2 separate regions of the Hordeum vulgare genome follow, and region 2 is linked to region 1. Evidence: chromatin contacts called from public Hi-C data. All regions are on one chromosome and are shown on one strand. The core of a region is the stretch at or near the end of the contact, and the rest is flanking DNA. Distances in the headings are between cores, read along the strand shown. Region 1 holds the start of LOC123449869 (probable receptor-like protein kinase At5g24010). Region 2 has its middle 14 kb from the start of LOC123449871.

The links. Hi-C and Micro-C count contacts between places; a contact is called where the count stands out from the background.
Region 2: a Hi-C map of leaf shows a contact between it and region 1, with 3 times the contacts expected there. The contact joins the enhancer-like site here to the promoter of LOC123449869 in region 1. A contact is called at or near these places in 3 of 6 Hi-C or Micro-C datasets (leaf and seedling).

The regions. Positions count from the first base shown.
Region 1 is chr4H:594,134,187-594,138,206 of MorexV3_pseudomolecules_assembly, forward strand. It overlaps LOC123449869 (probable receptor-like protein kinase At5g24010), which reads right to left and starts at 2,408. Exons shown (of 1, transcript XM_045127222.1): 1 at 1-2,408. The coding sequence starts at 2,101.
Region 2 is chr4H:594,316,248-594,319,748 of MorexV3_pseudomolecules_assembly, forward strand. No RefSeq gene overlaps it. Among protein-coding and RNA genes, the nearest start is that of LOC123449871, 14 kb to the right of the region's middle. Within about 2 kb of position 1,999, at least 3 of the 3 cell types and tissues checked have open chromatin away from gene starts, as enhancers often do. A contact at or near this core is called in leaf and seedling, where this site is marked.

The DNA of each region.
Region 1 (4,020 bases), core at 1,158-3,657:
ACTCCGGGTCCAGGTACCCGAAGCTGCCCTTCACCGCCGTGCTGACGTGCGTCTCCCCCAGCGACGGCCCGATGCGCGACAGCCCGAAGTCGGCCACCTTGGCGATTATCGCGGCGCCGCCGCTGGCGCTGCCGCCGCCGTGGTCGTCGGTCCCGAGGAGGATGTTGGTGGACTTGACGTCGCGGTGGATGATGTTCTCCGAGTAGCCGCAGTGCAGGTAGTGCAGGCCCCTGGCGGCGCCGATGCAGATCTCCAGCCGCTGCTTCCAGGACAGCGTCGGCTCGTCGGAGCCGTAGAGGTGGCTCCGCAGCGTGCCCTTCTCCATGTACTCGTACACCAGGATCATCTCCGCCTGCTCGTTGCAGTAGCCGATGAGCGCCACCAGGTGCCGGTGCCGGATGCCGGACAGCACCACGATCTCCGTCTGGAACTCCGGCAGGCCCTGCTTGGAGGCGCGCATGGCGCGCTTCACGGCCACGGGCGTGCCGTCGGCCAGCGCGCCCTTGTACACGTTGCCGAAGCCGCCGACGCCGATGAGGTTGCGGTCGTGGAAGTTGTCCGTGGCGGCCTTGACCTCCGCCAGCGAGATGTGCAGCTTGGTGCTCACCCTCTGCATCCTGGCGGTCGTGCCCTCGCTGGACCGGTTCGTCGACTCGTCCGCCCAGCCGGAGACGCCTTCCTGCGTGTACGGAGACCACGGAAGCTGCGTGCTCTCCTTATCCTCCGTCGACGCCGGCGGCGCCACCTGCCTCCGCTTCCTCCGCAGCACGACGAAAAAGCAGAGCACCGCGCACGCAAGAACGGCGGCGCCGAGCACCGTCGCGAGCACGATGACGATGATGGTTTTCTTCGTCAGACCGTGCGGCCTCGGGGAGCTCAGGTTGGCGGACTGCAGCTTCATGATCTCCAGCCCGTTGAGTATGCCGCCTCCGCTGCTTTTCGGCGACCAACCGATGCTGACGGTGAGGTTCCCGGCTCTCGGCGCCATGGCCGCGTAGTCCACGTAAAAGGCCTCGTTCGGCTGCCTCGCCCGATCCTCTGGCGAGAGGTCTAGAGTGGCAAGGGCTTGCGCGACGTAAACGTTGAAGACGATGCCAACACCGACGACAGAGCTGACCACCTCATAGTCACAGAAGTGGAGACGGACGAGGTAGCGGGAGCCTGCCTCCGCCGGGAACGTCCACGTGACGTTGAAGTTCAGGCCCGGCGTTGTCGCCCGCATCAAGTCTGTCACGTTCGCCGCGCGCTGCGTCCTGTACACGACGTCTGGTGCCACCTCCCTTGTGGTCGGCGGGTTGTAGATGATCGGGCTCGACGTGTTGTTCACAACCGACTGCCCGGGGGCGCCGAAGAGGTAGGGGCCGTCGGGGAGCCAGGTCCGCCACAGCGTGTCGTTCTCCCTGGTCACCATGGGCCCGCCGACGTTGAGGCGGTACACCGTCTCCAGCGCGGCGAGCTGCCACTGGGGCAAGCCGGTGCCCTCCAGGACGCCCACCGGCACCACCGAGGTCGAGCCGTTCCAAAGCAGCTCCGGCGGGGCCGGGAACAGCTCGACGGCATTGACGAACGCGGAGGAGCCGGCGTCCGGGCTGAACCTGACGGTGAAATCTCCCGACCGGCCGCGAGGGAGGAAGAACTCCTTGACGATGCCGTCGGCCGGCGGCGAGAAGTTGCGCAGCAGGGCGTAGGCGTCGAGGACCGAGACGGTGAAGCGCGCGGAGGAGAGGCTGGTGGAGGAGGAGGCGGGGACGAAGGGGAAGAAGTGGAGGCGCAGGACGAGGAACGACGACGCGCCCGCCGTGTCCGGGTAGGTGAGGCGGTAGGAGAAGTCGGAGCTGCCGGCGCGCGCCGCGGCGTAGAGAGGGGAGGCCGCGCTGGAGCTGGCGCCGGCAGACACCGCAGGGGCGCGTGCGGGCGAGAAGTAGCCGGCGTCCGGGACGAAGGTGCGCGCGGGGTTGTCGGACGGGAAGGAGATGTTGGCGCCCGCGCCGCACGCGAGGAAGATGGTGAAGTCCGGGGAGGAGGCGGCGAGGGCGATGTACGGGAGGACCGTGGGGACGAGAAGGAGGAGGAGGAGGGGGAGTAGGACGTGGACGGCCATTAAGGTCACGCGGTAGTGGAGCCGTGGCCGGGCGTGCGGGTGGTGGGAGATGAGGTGATCATGGGGATAACAACGAACGAGTGCGGCGGACGGTGGTGGTGGTGGAGGCAACACGGCGGAAGGTGCAGAGTGGTGTGTTGACTCGGGCAGCGGGAAGGTGGACTTGGACTTGGAATTGGCAGCGGCAACGATGGAATTGGTGTGCCCGTGTGTGTTTGGCAGCGGGTGCTGGACTGGAGTGATTGGGGCATTGAAAACTCGGGTTAATTCCTCCACTGGTCATCATCAAGTGGCACCCATTGTTTTTGGTATACTAGTTCGGAAGAAAATCCAAGGGGCACTCATTTATTCAGCTGAAAAGTACCCCTGCTTGTTGTTTTCTGGACATTTTCCCCCCTCCTGGATGATTGCTTGCTCTATGGTCGATGTTACTTGAAGGAAATGCTTCCTAAAAATCAATTCCTTTTCCTTGATAAATTGTTTTTGTTTTGATTTTGACTAATTTACTACTCACTCCGTCTCATAATATAATGTCAAAAACGATTTTATATTTTGATACCATGGAAGTAATATTTGCTGCAAAGATAGAATCTGTAGTGTATGTTTTACAGTATTCTCACGAAAAGTAAAAGCCAAAAAACATAAACCAAATGATTGGTGGCGACCAAGAAGCTAACAACGTCGAGTGTCGCGAAGCGTGCGATTCATCCTGACGCCTCCAGCAACCACGACTAAGCAGTAGCGCCGCGGCATGATTGATGGTATTATAGTGGCAGGTCATCGACTCGCTTCACCTTTTCACAAAGTGGGATGAGAAAGTGTTTATAAAAATAAAAGCAAAACAAAATGCCCTTAAAGTGGGATGAGAAAGTGTTTATAAAAATAAAAGCAAAACAAAATGCCCTTAAAGTGGGAACACACATATTTTAGAGTAAATTTCATTTTACCACTTAGTTTGAACTTTGTGACATATTTTATCTCATTTTAAAAAAAGTCGCTCTTTATACCCGAGTTGATGGTACACTTTACCCCCATTGCCCCCCCCCCCCCAATTTCGTGTTGAATGGGCGTACCATGTAGGCCGATTTTTCTTTTCCCCCTCTCGGTTCGCATTTGGTTTATTTATCTATTTTTTCCTGGTTATAGCTACTTTTGTCTCGGTTTAAAAGAGTGGGTCTTGCCAGATGGGATGAATGAAAGAAATCGAAAAGTATGTGGCTGGGTAGGGCATCAAACCGAAGATCTCCTTCTTCTGGCCACCTCAGACGCGCTGACGGGGTTATACATTAGGGGTAGTCCTACGGACCTGCATCACTAGGCCTACCTAAGACCCTACATGGACATCAGCGTCCCAAAAGCCATCGGTGCAGTCATGACCTCACTCGGACAAGCATATCTTCACTCGGACCGCACAAGGACACTCGGATCGTCTCGTGTCAGTCGGGTGTGCTCCGGCACTCGGACTGCGGCAAGGCGTGGGCAACGAAGGGACTGCAACGTCTACAGACTTAAACTATCACATGAAGTGCAGTAAAGACGTGTGTTCCCAGTAATGCTAGAGTTAGAACTGCCGTTACTAGTAACCTTCGTAATTATTAGCATTAACTCGCCCTTGTAATGAGGCTCGGACGGTCGTGGTGCACTCTATATAAGTCACCCCGAGCTCCTGACCGGGGGTTCAACATCTTGTACTATCGCATACCCCTTAAGAAAACATCAGCCTCAGGGTTCGAGACGTAGGGTTGTTACCACTCCCGAGTGGGGCCCAAACTCGTACATCCGAGTGAATCCACTCCGCCATAGCTAGGCTCCGCCCCTCATTCGTAACCCTGGTATTATTGTTACGATCATTCCCACGACAGTTGGTGTCCATCGTGGGGATGCGCGTTTAGCAAATACAACACAGTTGAAGTTTTACC
Region 2 (3,501 bases), core at 749-3,248, 180 kb after region 1:
TGGTAGGAAAACCCTATTCGCCGCTCGCTGCGCCCAATTATCGGTGATTCGCACAGGGCAAGAATGCTAACGATGCGAAATGGGCCGACCCAGTTCCAGCGAGCCGGTATTTATATCTTTTTCTGTTTCTTTTTCGCTTTTTTATCCTTTTTTTGTTTTCTTTCCTTATTCGTTTTTTTTTTCATTGCCTTCCTTTTTTCATTCATTTTTAATTTTTTACAACAATTTTTAATAAATACTAAAAAATATTGGCATTTTAAAAACTTTATTAGTTAATTCTAAAATGTTCCTGTTTTGGAATTTAGCTCACAAATTTAAAAAATAAGAGTCTTAAAATATATATTCAAAAATCAGGGGGAAAATGAATTTGATATTTCAAAAATGATTTCATTTAAAAAAATCACAAATTCAGAATATGTTTGGAAATTTCCAAAGATGTACCCACTTTCAAAAAAATCGCAAATTCAAAAATGTTCGTGTCTTCAAAAACAAAATGTTCCGGGGATCTCCACAATTGATCGCCATTGAATTCTTATTCATAAATTTATTAAATGTTCTGGAATTTCAATTTCCAAATAAGTTCAAGAATAAACAAAGTCATGTTTTCAAAATGTTTTCACCAATTCAAAAGAATTTCACAATTTTTTCACATATTCTGTAATGCTTTTTTAATTTTCCTATCAATAACTCAAAAAATAAAAATTGTTCAACATATCCAAAAAATGATCGAAAAATTCCGAAATTGTTGCAGAATTTTAAAAATTCATTCAGCTTGTCGAAATATCTTCAAAGTTCAAAATTATTTTCAAGTTCTCTAGAAACTGTTTGCAATTAAAAAAATGTTGGAAATATCAAACATTTTTTAGTTTATTAAACTAATTTCATTTTGGAAAATTGTTCTTAAATTTCGAAAAATCTTCTTGCTTTTGGGACAAGTTACAAATTTAAAAACGTTGTCATTTTTCAACGCTGTTCATAAATTCACAAAAGGTATGTGCTTTTCAAGAAATATTGTGAATGCATTTGTTAAAAAACATCATAAAATTACAAAAAATGTTCTAGCGTTAATGAACATATTTCCATTTTCGAAAATAGTTGGTAAGTTGGTGTTCTCAGAAATGTTCACATTTTTAAAACTCCAGAAATATGAAAAATTAAACATGAACAACCAATTTTTATAAAGAAAGAAGATTTTTTGAAATTCCGAACATTTTATGAAATTTTGGAAACACTCTACATTTTTTAAATTTCCAAAAATATTAAGTTCAACAACAGATTTTAAGTTCTCGAAAGTGCTCCAACATTTTTTAAACACGAAGTTTTCTTTTGGAACATGAACATTTTTTTGAAATTTTGAACAAATTGGAAAACAGGAATTGTTTGCAAACAAATTTTGGAAACACGAACAATTTTTATATTATGTACAAAAAGTAAAAAATGAGAACATTTTCTGAAATTTTGAAGAAATTTTGTAAACTAGAATTGTTTTTGAAATTCCTTAAAAAAAATTCAAGCATGAACATATTTAAAAATTGCGAGGAAAAAATTTCCAACAGAAAAAATACGAAAAACATAAAAATAAAAAAGAAATAACAAACGGAAAGAAAAAGAAAAAAAGTAAACAGATAAAGAAAAATGAAAAGAAAACAAGAAACAAAAGTAAAAAAATCTCGGTTCAGGAACCTTTTTGAAGGTTCCGAAAACCAAGAAAAAACGACTATTAAATTTGTTGAAGGTTTCTAAAACTAGAAGGTTGTAGGATATCAGCTTCGGGTTGCGTGGGTTGCCTCATGCGCGGACCCGGGGTCGACGTGTGTTGATGGTGTCCAGTTGGGGCATGTTATACTAATTTTCGATCGGTTGTTGTTAATTAACTGGACAACTCTCTACTACTTTTTTAATAACTAAGATCCTAAAGAAACGTGTTGAAAAAGAGCGCTCCCACACGTTAACGGCCCGGCCCACCATGATGCACAGAGAGTCCAATACGATTTTGCTACAGGAGCTCCTACCTGCCGCTCATTGCGCCGCATACGGGGCGCCCCAACTGGGCTGTCGCAGCTCCGTTTCAATTTTTTCTTTTGCTACTTTTTCGTCTTCTGTTTATTTCCTTTTTTGAATTCGTTTTTTCTTGCTTTTTTCCTTTTAGTTTTGTATTTGAAGCAAAAAAAATCAAAGTTGAAGAACAATTTTGCAAAATCATGAACAAATTTGGAAGCGCAAAGAATTTTCTAAAGAACGAATATTTTTGAATCTTGAGAACAAAATTTCGAAAAGAGAACAATTTTCAAAACCCCAAACAAATTTGAAAGTGCGAATAAATTTTTAAAGCACAAATAGTTTTTGAATTTTGAGAACGAATTTTAAAACTGAGAACAATTTTGGAAAATCTTGAACAGATTTGAAAACGCAAACAATGTTTTGAAGCATAAATATTTTTTGAATCTTGAGAACAAAATTTTGAAAAGGAGAACAATTTTGAAAACCCCGAACAAATTTGAAAGCACTAACAAATTTCTAAAACACGAACATGTTTTGAATTTTCAGAAAAGTGTTGAAACCGAGAAAAAAATTGAAAAATCTTGAACAAATTTGCAAGCCCGAACATTTTTTGGATCTTGAGAACAAAATTTCGGAACCGCGATCAATTTTGAAAACCCCCAAAACAAATTGGAAGGGCGAATAATAATTTAAAGCACGAATATTTTGTGAATTTTGAAAAAGAAATTTTGAAAACCCCGAACAATTTTGAAACCGAAAACAATTTTCAAAGAATCCTAGAAAAAATTGGAAGCGCGAACAATTTTAAAAGAACAGGAACATATTCCTAATTCGTGATAAACTTTTAAAATTGCGATTGGTTATTTGAAAATGAGAGCATTTTTTGAAACACGAACATTTTTTTAATTTCGAAACAAAAATTTGAATATAGGAACATTTTTCAAAATGTGAACATTCTTTGATTCTACGAACACATTTGAAACCGCGAACATTTTTCAAATTGTGCACAAATTTGAAAACATGCACAAATTTCCAATTCGTGAAAAAAATTATGAAAGTATGATCATTTTTAAATTGTGAACAAATTTTGAATGAATGGTAACATATTTGTAATTCGTGAATAGAATTTTAAAATTGTGACTGGTTTTCTGAAAATGAGGGCATTTTTTGAAAACACAAACATCTTTTAAATTTCAAAAATAAAATTTGAAAATGGGCACGATTTTCATATCGGTGAACAAATTTTGAAAAACTAGAACATTTTTCGAAAATCTAGAATACATTTGGGCTTCTTTTCTATTCTGAAAGAGAAGTTGCTAAGTTCGCCTCACCTACTCCTCGAGTACCGCTTAAGAAAAAAAAAACTCCTCCTCGGGGTTTTCCTTCCCACGCATCATCTCTGTTTGATTTTTCTTATATTTTTTTGATAGTGTCAACTGATGCGTGATACGTTCATTTTGCATCCTGCTTTCATGTTGATATTTATTAATTTATGGGCTG